Regions from separate parts of the Mus musculus genome. Here all the other regions are linked to region 3. A link is a contact called in public Hi-C and HiChIP or PLAC-seq data. All regions are on one chromosome and are shown on one strand. Each heading gives the region's core, a stretch centred on a gene start, on an enhancer-like site or on the middle of the called end of the contact. The rest is flanking DNA. Distances are from core to core; before and after follow the strand shown.

Region 1 (3,785 bases), core at 154-2,653, 680 kb before region 3:
GCAGCCTGAGATAGTGCAATCTTCATCAGCGGAGGTGCCCAAGCATACTAAGAGAAAACCCTTGATAAGGATGCCAATCCAATCATCCAGTAGAGATCCAATCATCCAGTGAGTGCTTCAAGGAGATAACCACTATTCTTCTCGAATATTCAAGAGTTGGAAAGTTTTGCAAATACATGCTTGCCAAGATTTCCTGAGGAGTGTAAACTTTCAGAATTAGTGTCTCAAAGTAAGTTCTAAAAGCTGTATCATCCAAGAACTGGACCTGAAGCTAGCTAGAACAGTGAGTTCTCAACCTTCCGAATGCAGTGACCCTTTAAATAAAGTTCCTCATGTCGTGGTGACCCTCAAACGTAATTTTGCTACTGTTATGACTAGCAGTATAGATATTGGTCTTTGGGGGTCATGACCTACAGGTTGAGAGTCATTGAGCTGGAAGGAGAAGGCTGGGGAGGGTGTAGAATAAATAATTCCTTACCTTTGAATCTTAGCAGTTTACTTAGAAGCAAAGGCTCATGGTTGTGTATTGACAGAGGGCCACCTATAGAATTCTAACCTGGAGATGAGCCCATGATTTGTACATGGTAGAAGATCTCCATTTTGGCTCAGTAGTACTGGCTCTCTGCTCCAGAAGCCTCTGTTTCTATTTTATAAAAGTGGTTTCCCAGGTTTAAGACTTATCTGAATCAATGGGAGAGCTCAATAAACCAACTGCACCTTCTCATTCAGTGCATTGAGGCTAGAGCTTGCAAACTTTCCTACCCCAGTGCTGTTCTTGCCTCTGCTTTCACCTTTTAGGAGACTACTCTCTGGGAACCATTGCTCTAACAGGGGCTTCTGGTTCAATACCATAAGCCTTTGTTTATATGTCTAGCTTCTCCTTGCTTATCTTTGTTTTACCCCCACCTAACCCACCATGGGTTTCTTGATAAAATTTTACTGAGGAAATGCATTGAAAGAAATATTAGTTTTCTAGAAGTTCAAAGAGGGGAAAGAAATCATGGGAATCTTTCAGAAGAGAAATCCTGTGTTGTCACCTTTCACATAGCTGGAAGCATGACTCATGCAAAGACATGCCTATCTTTGCTGAAAAGCAAACACAGACACACCAGTTTTGTGTGTCCTGGAATGTGCATCAGAGACGTCTCCTTATCACCTCTTCCTCATTCTTTTTCTGTCTCTTTAAATAGATGGTCACCACCACTTCATGCAAGGAAAGTATTATTTAGAGTGTGGAATGCAATTTGCTTCTTCCCAGAGTTAGTTCCCTTCGGACTGTCTTTGGATGAACTTTGCAGTCTTCACTGAAGGGGGAACCCTTTCCCACTGTTCTCTGGGAGAGCCACGGCTTTGAAGTCACAGCTGGCTTGACTAAACTCATTTCCTCCCTCCACAATGTGCCTCTGATGCAGTGTTGGCTGAGGCTCCCCCTTGCCGGCTCCTGCTATTGAACCAGACCCAAGTGCAATGTTTAATGTGAGTGTTTGGCTTGGCTTGAATTTGGCCAAATCATCTGTACTTCGTTTCATTTGAAAGCTCTACTTTTTTTTTCCCTCCCCGTTTCTCTCTCAAATAGTTCATTCCAGATGTTTTTGATTTGTCTTTCTGTGGTCCACTCCACCCAGTTCCTAAATCAGTAAATCATTTTCATGCTTCTTCCAAAATCTAAGCAAAGAGAAGTGCTCAATTAGAAAGAGCAACTGATTATTGGTTCCTTAGGCTTCAGTGTGGCTCTTTTCTTCAGGAACTACATTTCCAAGGTAGGAGAGAATGTGACAGAACATGTAGATTCCAAATTCCTAGCATTCAGGATCAGAGAGTATGCACAATAGGGATGTGTACATAATATGAACATCCAATTTTATTGCCTAGTTCAAGGCTTGATAGCACTGTTCTTGTTTGAATGCTTTCTGTGACTCAAGTGCACATGGAGACACCCATTCTATGAGCTTATGTGTATCCTTACATGACAGAAATACTAACTAATCAAGATCCCAGCAATTTTCTCATGGTGATGGAGGCAAGGGTAAACAGATGGAGCTAAGATGCAGGGAATGGTTATTTTATTGTCATTATAAGGAGTGAGGGCCTTATGAGAAAGTCCCATATCTGACAGATTAGGGAAGCTAGAAGGAGAAAAATTGCACACATTCAGAGTTTCTCAGAGTTTAAGAATTTACAAAGAAACTCTTGGATGCAACTAGGTGATAAAGTCAGATGAAATATGGGGAAAATGCTGTAAGGTGCTGGAGAAATGGATAGGTCAGCAGTTTAGAGCACTGGCTACTCTTACAGAGGACTCAGGTTCAATTCCCAGCACCTACGTAGTAACTCACAAATGTTTGTAATTAGAATTTTGTGGATATGACTCCTGACTTCAATGAGCACCAGACATAATGTCATAATGTACTACACATGCACACACACACACACATACATCACACACACATATATCACACACACACATCACACACACAGAAAAAAATTACATACAGGCAAATCACTCATACACATAAACTAAATAAATAAGTTAAATAAATAACTACCTAAATAAGATTTCTTTAAATAGTTTTAAGAAATTTTGATGTGATGTGAATGAAATTTCTCTGACAAATTTACAAATGACTCCAGTGAAGACCTACGTGCCCTCTAAAATCTTTCCTAAAGATGATGTAAGTTCTCTTTTGAACTTGATGTTAATATGAGACTTACTGTTCAGAGTACACCAATAATAGTTTATGCTACTTATTTTATTTCATGCTTTTATTCATTTATTTACCATATGACACCAGATTATAAAAGTATGCAAATAGCTTTTAGAGGTATACATATGCTTATTTATATATTAATTTAGAAAAGAAAGTTCTAGTTATTTATAGAATAATATATTTATTTAGGATAGCAATTTTAACTTGTACGTACCATCCCTAACAATGAGTATAGTACACAATCAACTTTAGGACCACAATTAGATAGTGAAGATCATGCAAAGTGAATATAATAGTAAAATTTATAACTGATACAGGAAAGGAATATGACTCATGAAATTCAATAAAAACATAGCTTCAGTTTGAACATTATATCTAATGATATTATTTGACTTCTGAGATCAGTTGTCCAGGACACTTCTGGAAAATGTTGCCAGATTGTAATCTGAACATAATTACCTATAAGCAACCATTTGCTTATTTTATCTTTCAAAAATTTATAACAAAATATCCTGTGAGTATACAATACAACCTGTGTAAATATAAGTTAAAATTCTAGTCTTGATTCAATAATAAGACCTCTCTTCACATCTCTCTCACTAAGTTGGGTAACTTAGATGTATAAAAGAATGCAAGGATAAACCAACACTTCATCAGTTGCCCAGTCTTTTTCTTTTTCTTTTTTTTTCTTTTTCTTTTTCTTTTTCTTTTTCTTTTTCTTTTTCTTTTTCTTCTTCTTTTTCTTTTTCTTTTTCTTTTTCTTCTTCTTCTTCTTTTTCTTTTTCTTTTTCTTTTTCTTTTTCTTTTTCTTCCCTTTTTTTTTCTTTTTGGTTTTTCAAGACAGGGTTTCTCTGTATAGCCCTGGATGTCCTAGAATTTACTTTGTAGACCAGGCTGGCCTCGAATTCAGAAATCTGCCTGCCTCTGCCTCCCAAGTGCTGGGATTAAAGGCATGTGCCACCATGCCCGGCTGTTCCCTCTTTTTCTTCCCTTCTATTATTTCATGTTAAGTTTTTATGATAAATTCAGAAGTGAGAACATTGATCTTTGGTTTATTGTCAGCTTGTTACTTGAACT
Region 2 (3,863 bases), core at 643-3,142, 990 kb before region 3:
TACCAGTATCTGATAGCTTTAGACTCCCTGGAGTCTATGTATTCTGAACTTTCATGATGTCTAAACCCATCACAACAGAGTGACATTTTCTTTCACGTAGTACCCAGCTATCACAGAGCAGAGTCCATGCAAACCGCCTGCCAACAATTTGATATTGAACAGTCTGGATTTGAGAAAAGTGTGGGACTGTGGCATGCCAGCTCTTGAATGTCTCCCTTTGGTCTTCCTGACTTTTCCTTTTCTCCCAGCAATTCACCCTTTGAAACTCTATGTTCTTGATGTTGAAGGGATGGCAAGTTTAGCTATCATCTGACCTGGAAAGATGACCCTTAGGCAGAAAGATGACCTCAGGAAGATTAGGGAAATAGCTGTCTCCCACTGTGGACTCAGACTATTAGACATGAAAACCCATTGTTTCCCACCAATCCCAGACCCCCCTTGAGAAGAGCCACGTGTGTGTAATCATAGGTTCTCATATTAATTCCCCTGGGACCACAACATTCCCAGTTGGTGTACACGTAGTGCCACTACATCCTTGGACTGACAGGTACTTTGGTTCCATTTTCTGGTCTAATTCTCTGGCTGATATTTGGGTCCATCTTTCTACGATCCTCTCAACTGTTCTAACGACACAAAGTTCCATTTTGGGAGTTGTACCAGGCCACCTTGGGAAAACAAAATCTGTCTCCATTTCTCAATTGCCATTTGAGGGTCCAGCGGAAAGAACACAAATTTGAACAAACAGTATTTCATTGTATATTCAACAGAGAAACACACTCTTGTATGTCAACATTACGAGGAAGGCTGAGGATAGCTTTATAGTTTCTCTGAGGAAACGATCGTTCAGTTGGTACAAACGCTTATAGGACTTTTTATCTTACTCTTCATAGCCACTGGTCCCTGAAGAGAAGCTCTTTTATCACACTGGATTTCTCTGTTTCCCACTTGAGAACCTTAACCCCTTGGAGTAGGATCTATGCGCTTTGTAATCCAGAAGTTTTTATTCGGATACCATACTCATTTCTATCCTGGCACATGTTAGCAAGAGAAGAGTAAAAATTGTTAATTCATGGGAGAAAATAACAGCATTAATGAATGTATAGATTTACAAAGACACACATATACCATACTCATTTCTATCCTGGTACATGTTAGCAAGAGAAGAGTAAAAATTGTTAATTCATGGAGAAAATAACAACATTAATGAATGTATAGATTTACAAAGACACACATATACCATACTCATTTCTATCCTGGTACATGTTAGCAAGAGAAGAGTAAAAATTGTTAATTCATGGAGAAAATAACAGCATTAATGAATGTATAGATTTACAAAGACACACATATACCATACTCATTTCTATCCTGGTACATGTTAGCAAGAGAAGAGTAAAAATTGTTAATTCATGGGAGAAAATAACAGCATTAACGAATGTATAGATTTACAAAGGCACACATCATTGGATTGCTTTTGAACCCCATTCTCACTCCCCAGTCCTGTGCACCTAGGAGATACAGCATATAGCTTAGGTTGTTATGTATGCAAGGGGATTTAGAAGAGATCCTTTGGAGGAATGTCATATTTTAAAGATGGAGCTACTTTAAAAAAAAAAAGAGTCTCTCTGACCTTGAGTAAGCAACTTTATACACCATCTTACATGGCTGGTTTTAAATTGTCTGTTAGAGGCCACAATGGTAGCTGTTCTGCCAGGCCCTGAGACTGTTCAAGGGATGAAGCGAGATAATGCAGGTGAAGTCTTAAGTACTGGCTTAAGGGCAGCTGTGTGCGTAGTGTTTGAAAAATGTGCGCACTGGGAGCAGGAGGCTTGATTTCAAGCCTCCAGGCTGCACATCTTGAAGCTGAACTATGTTCAGGGTGAATCAAACAATTCCAAATACTGGCAGCAGGGGGCGCTCTTGCACTTTCCTTAGATTGTCCTAATCGGCTAAGAGGAGGAAACAACTTTTTGTCTCCATTTTCTAATTTAGTTCTTGGGTCCATTTGGGTGTGGAGGACAACATTGTGTCCGTTCACTGGGATGGTCCAGCCCATGAATTTCCAAAATGGCAGCAGTCTGATCTAGATTGATTTTGTTTTTATCTGTGCTTTGTGTAGGTGCCACAGACAATCTGGGTCCCTGGTCTGGCATGTAGGACAGATAGGTGCTGACCCTGTGACCTAAATTTCACAAGAAGAGTCCAGGTCAACAAAGAGTTTGATAGTTCGAGGGGCCAAACTGTCTTCTGGCTTGTTCATGATCGACCTGTGGTAGCATGGTGTGTAGCAGTAGCGGGGATATTCTGCTGTACTGTCAGGAATGAAGATGAGATGTGGAATGTGGGTCCTAGGGGGTACATCTTAAAAGCCCTAGCTAGTGTGGATGGGTCGTTATGGGACGGCATCAATGAGTAAATGAGTCCATGTTGCATCATTGCCATCTTATCATGGACACTGGAAGCCTTGAAGATAAATGAGAAAGGTGTGAGACACATATGGCATATATGGGTTTACAGAAACTCAGCTCAGGCCTCACACTCTGGTATGCTTTGTGCTGGTCTTTGATGTGTGTGTGTGTGTCAGAGTGGGGGTTAGGGGTTTCTACACCATACCCCTTTTGTTGATACTGACAATATAAAACCAAGAGGACAGTATAAGTAATTTTCCCAATGCAACTGACCAAGTTTTTTAAAAATGTGTATCATATACATATGTGTCTATATATGGCATATATGTATATATCATATATAAAATATATTTTAGACATAGTGCCAAAAGTGTGTGTGTATATACATACATATATATATATATATATATATATATATATACACATGTATATATATGTATATACACACACACACACACACACACACACATATATATATATATATATATATATATATATTCATTCAATTCTTGGATTGCAACCAATTAAGCCATTAAAGCGAGGTAAGTTGTTCCTTTAATCTGTGAATTTCATGTGAGTTTTACTAATGTCCCAATCACAAATCATGCCAAAATGAGGAGCTGAGTCCCACATTAAACTTGAGTTTCGTTAGCCTCCTTAAGCTCAGAAAAGCTTCCTGTCTTTTGCGACAATACTACCTTGGAAGGACACAGATTGAGGTATGTTGTAGACTCTTCCTCAAGCCAGTTTTCCCCACGATGCCTTGTGATCAGATTCAACTCCCGCATTTCTAGCCCCAGCATCGTGGAAGGGCTACTGTGTCTTTTCAAGCACTATGGTGGATACACATAATGCCAGCTTCCCTCATTACTGGTGATGTGAGCTATTTGCCTAAGGTCCTTTCTGCCAGGCTTCTCTGCTGCCAAGGCTCTGAATTTCCCTTTGTAGCTAATGCGTAGCCCTATTGGCAGACTCTTCCCGTGGCTGACTTCTGCCTCCCGTCACACAGCAGTACCTTGTTTGTTCTCACCTTGATGTTTCTTATATGCATTGATGATGGTGAACAGCCCAGCAAGTGCGCCTGTTTCTTCCCTTCCTCCCACTTTTGTTCTCAGTTGTACATGGCAAGGAAAACCAATTCCTTCTTTCATATTTCTCCCAGAAAAAAAATCCTCTTTATAAGAGTTCACATCCTTGAGCACACATGATAGGAGCTGGTAGCCAGGCCTTAAAATTATGCTCTTTAGCCTTATGGACTAGTAGCATTTTTCACATTTGTGCAGTGTACCAGACAACACGTAAGTACTATGTCCTTTTGTTGCAAACAAGGAAACCGAGGCTCAGAAAACGCACCTCCTCACCACACATGCTTCCCTCAACATGATCAGGATTTGATTTTGTGAGCTCCCTCTGGGCATGGCAGGTAGGTAAGTTGCATTTAGATCTTCTAAACACTTA
Region 3 (4,158 bases), core at 1,059-3,558:
TCCATGACATTATCACCACCAGGACATGCTACCTCCAAATCCCATGACATTGGAGAGTAGACTTCATCAAATGAATCTAAGAGGTACACGGTTTAACCTACTCCCCTTCTCTTTATCACTATTTGGTGTGATCGTCATCACACCTTAAAGGAACTACATTTACTCTGTTTATACATATAGAAAGCTGGGGCATGTAAAGCTCACGCTGACTGTTAGCATTATGTCTAAAGTGTAAAACAGAATTTGTCTCTTCCTAAATGAGCATACTTCCCTCAAAATATATATGTACTATTGAAAATATATGTAAATATAAAACACATTCCACTTAATAAGTAATTGATTATATGATGGAATATTATACACCTATTATAATGTATGTTCATAATCATAGAGGAAATAAATAATACAAACAAAATAATGTGATGAGCAAATGAGTGGATGTTATAGTTGTATTAAAGGATTATATTTGCCCCCAAAACATTTTAATAGTATAATCATCATTTTAATTCAGTTTTAATTTTGTTACTTATTATTAATTTACTTAGTTCATATTCTTTTTTTTTTTTAGGTATTTTCCTTGTTTACATTTCCAATGCTATCCCAAAAGTCCCCCACACCCTCCCCCCACCCTGCTCCTCTACCCACCCACTCCCCCTTTTTGGCCCTGGCGTTCCCCTGTACTGGGGCATATAAAGTTTGCAAGTTCAAAGGGCCTCTCTTTGCAGTGATGGCTGACTAGGGCATCTTTTGATACATATGCAGCTAGAGACAAGAGCTCCGGGTTACTGGTTAGTTCATATTGTTGTTCCACCTATAGGGTTGCAGTTCCCTTTAGCTCCTTGGGTACTTTCTCTAGCTCCTCCATTGGGGGGCCGTGTGACCCATCCAATAGCTGACTGTGAGCATCCACTTCTGTGTTTGCTAGGCCCCGGCATAGTCTCACAAGAGACAGCTATATCTGAGTCCTTACTTAGTTCATATTCTTATAGGTAGTGTTTTAACTTCATCTTCACACACACACATATATACAAGGATTGACTTGAAAACTCTGTTATCTGTAAATACTTCTAGAACATGGAACTTGTGTGTTAGACCTAAATCAAGAGAAAATTTAATTTTTAGCATGATTGTGTCTGCATCTGTGGTTTAAATCTTGATTAAAGGGGAAGGAATATTATTGTGTGAGAACACAAAGGAAGTAATAATTTGACAAAATTTAATTAGACTTTAAATTTAAGTAGATAGTAATCATTGAACATGCAATGGACATGCAGATAAAGGGAAATGCGCTGTGACCCACCTACAGGTCATATACAAGTGACAGACAGAAAAGCTTATCAAGACCTCAGGAGACATACGTCTGAACTGTGCTTTTCCTACCTAGAGTAATAGTTGTTGAGAAAGCTACCAAATCCTGAATAACTAGCAACTATCATTGAGGGTAGTCAGACAGAACTTCAGCCTGACCTTTCTATTCTCTAGCAGGCTCAGGGGAAAAACTTTCAGAAACACTTGGAAAGCCATGCTTTGTCTTTTCCTAGTCTTGTGAAGGCCAATGAAGAGACAAGCCACTTGATAGGGAATGACAGAGAGTAAGGGAAACCCAATATGTATTTAAAATGTGGCATTAACAGAAAAAAAAGTCTAACCTATCTGAGGAACTGGAATACCCTGAAGTCGGTAATACTCTTCATTTTAAGGAAAGAGTCATTCCCCTATGTTTCTGGGCAGAGAGCGTGTATGAATAAGGTCATAAATGCCATGGCTACTCTGAGGTCATTGTGAGAAAATAATAGTCCTTGATGATAAAAGAACTGCTTAGTCATCAATTCCAGCCCGTTTGCCAACAAAGAAGAAGAAAGAAAGAAACATTTGAAAATCAGCAAGCACTGAATTCCACTAGGACTGGATTCTTACTGAGATTTGGATCTTCAAAGCCTCTCTGCAGCTGTATGTCCCTCCCTTTAATTTCGAGGCAACTTGAAAGAAGTCCTTCTTTCTTAGAATTATACTTTTTATTTACAGAATAGATCTCCCCTTTCACACCACCCTAAGAGAGCTGGCTAGCCAAGCTCCTGAAACATGGACAAGAATTATTCATTTAATGCAATGAAAGATAAATGGTCAGGACTGGTGCTGCCACAGCAACCCATGCCTAAGCCAAACCACAGGTGATACGTTTGGGTCTCAAGATTGCTGAGAATGTTGGATGGAATTCAGTTTAAGGTTATTTTATTACTACATAAGCAGACCACAGACCATAGTTGTGAAGGACACATAAGACAGGAATCCAGATGAAGACACACTTTCTCCCCTTCTCCAGTTAACCATGGAAGTGGTCTCCATGGTTGTGAGATGGCATGCAGGCAAGGATGAGTGTGTTCCAGAAGAAAGGACAATGGAATGTTACTCATATCTTAAGTTTGTGATGAAGGAGAGAAAGCATAAAGTCTTCCTTGGCAAATGAAGCAAGCCTCCTTGGTGTTGCTTCATAGAATCATAAGTTCTAGTGGGAATCCTGTAAGCCTACGTACCCATGATGTTCTTTCCCTAGAATACGTAAGCCCTCTTAGCCTTCATTTTCTGACTTGTTTTGCAAGCAAAGTAATGTCTTGGCTTTGTATCATTCCCTATGGCTCACATGTTTGAAAATTTGGTTGCAGCTATTTGGGAAGGTTATAAAGCCTCAGGCAGGTGAGGCATCACTGGAGGAGGAAGTGGGCCTTGGGGTTTTATAGCCCAGCTTCCCTTCTGACTATCTGTCCATGCAGTGTGAAAACTCACCCTCCCTTTGGCTCTTTCCTCTATGCATTCCAATCTATAAAGGAACATATCATCTGGAAACAGAGCTCTTTATCTCTTACGTTTTTGTAGCTTTTTAAATTTTACCACAGCAATAGAGAAAATAAACTAACATGGCATGATAAATAAATGTCATCACGAGATGCAATCTGACAGATAGTAGTTGCCAAAATGCACTTCTTCCCAGTCTCCCTTCATTTTTGCCATCAATATCTGTTCATTCATATACATAAACAGATCAGGAGTCCTAGGATCATATGGGTATCATTTTGCAAGTTGACAAAAAGAAGACTTTCTGACTACTTCTCAAGGGACTTCCACTTGGGCAGGGAAGAGCCCCCACTTAATTTCAGACAACCTCTCAAAGTTCTCACTTTTGCATAGTGCTGCCCCTGCAGAAAATAGCATTTATGTGACCATGGAATGGAAGCAAAACAGCCGTTATTGTATCACTTCACAAGGTCTGAAATGGAGACAAAGCCAGGAACAGTTATGTTTCTGACGTAGGGGATCTGGAAAGGTTCAGCCCAGCTCTTTATATATTTCATGCAATGCCTCAGCCCTCATGCCATGTATTAGGCTGTCGTTTCATTGACATGGTAACAGATGCTTTGATCATTGTACTTTAAAATAATTTATTAACTTTTTCACTTGGGTATGAAGGACTGATATCATATTCTATATTTTATACATGAGAACACTTGTCTTCAGAGAGGGTAAGGATCATAGATATTAACTAGCAAGCCAGGAAGTCTTACACACTCTTTGTGGACTCAAGCAAACATTTGCAGCAGTAGCTACCCATAGCTTTGGGAGGTTTTGCTTACTTGAACAACTTTTTCTTATGGAACAACAAACTCTTTTCCTGTGTTAATGCTGTGAAACACTAATTAGCTCTGAGAACCTTTGCAAATCTCTGGAAATAAATAAATTTTGTCTGAAAGTATTCTGTTATCTGACATAACAAAACACATGCTGATAGCTTGTAACTTTCCTACTCCATTCAGGAATATTTGATCTACTGCACAACTGGATCTGAAATAGGAACCAAATATTCCTAATTTCCAATCTGCAATACATACTTTTTAGCATATGTGCTGTTGAAGTGAACACTTAAGCCATATTCCTTACCTAATTAGCTGCCCAACTACTTTCCAAAAACTCATAGTGCAAGTGGGAGTCATTGATTGTGTACAATATACTATGCTTTATAAAACATGTACAGCAAGGTTGAATACAAATTTTGTCCTAAATGTGATACTTCTATGGTAATAATAATGGAATGACGTTAACCCTAACTCTAATGTTAAAACAGCAGTATATAAGAGTATTCTGCTGAATTGAAGCAGTTAACCA

The links. A called contact is a pair of places that touch in the nucleus more often than the background predicts. HiChIP or PLAC-seq counts read pairs in DNA pulled down with a chosen protein or histone mark.
Region 1: an H3K27ac HiChIP or PLAC-seq map of embryonic fibroblasts shows a contact between it and region 3, with 11 times the contacts expected there. The contact joins two enhancer-like sites. A contact is called at or near these places in 4 of 484 Hi-C or Micro-C datasets (all in uterus) and 2 of 115 datasets of contacts at active chromatin or transcription factors (embryonic fibroblasts and pancreatic cancer cells).
Region 2: a contact with region 3 is called in a Hi-C map of the C2C12 cell line, with 2.4 times the contacts expected there. The contact joins two enhancer-like sites. A contact is called at or near these places in 1 of 15 datasets of contacts at CTCF or cohesin (large pre-B cells), 1 of 484 Hi-C or Micro-C datasets (the C2C12 cell line) and 3 of 115 datasets of contacts at active chromatin or transcription factors (T-cell acute lymphoblastic leukemia, acute myeloid leukemia and large pre-B cells).

What each region holds. Positions count from the first base shown.
Region 1 is chr15:63,338,184-63,341,968 of GRCm38.p6, reverse strand. No RefSeq gene overlaps it. Among named protein-coding and RNA genes, the nearest start is that of Gm41335, 17 kb to the left of the region's middle. Within about 2 kb of position 1,403, at least 70 of the 459 cell types and tissues checked have an H3K27ac peak or open chromatin away from gene starts, as enhancers often do. A contact at or near this core is called in embryonic fibroblasts and pancreatic cancer cells, where this site is marked.
Region 2 is chr15:63,650,775-63,654,637 of GRCm38.p6, reverse strand. No RefSeq gene overlaps it. Among named protein-coding and RNA genes, the nearest start is that of 4930449C09Rik, 66 kb to the left of the region's middle. Within about 2 kb of position 1,892, at least 38 of the 459 cell types and tissues checked have an H3K27ac peak or open chromatin away from gene starts, as enhancers often do. A contact at or near this core is called in the C2C12 cell line, where this site is marked.
Region 3 is chr15:62,656,966-62,661,123 of GRCm38.p6, reverse strand. No RefSeq gene overlaps it. Among named protein-coding and RNA genes, the nearest start is that of Gm41333, 10 kb to the left of the region's middle. Within about 2 kb of position 2,308, at least 25 of the 459 cell types and tissues checked have an H3K27ac peak or open chromatin away from gene starts, as enhancers often do. A contact at or near this core is called in the C2C12 cell line, embryonic fibroblasts and pancreatic cancer cells, where this site is marked.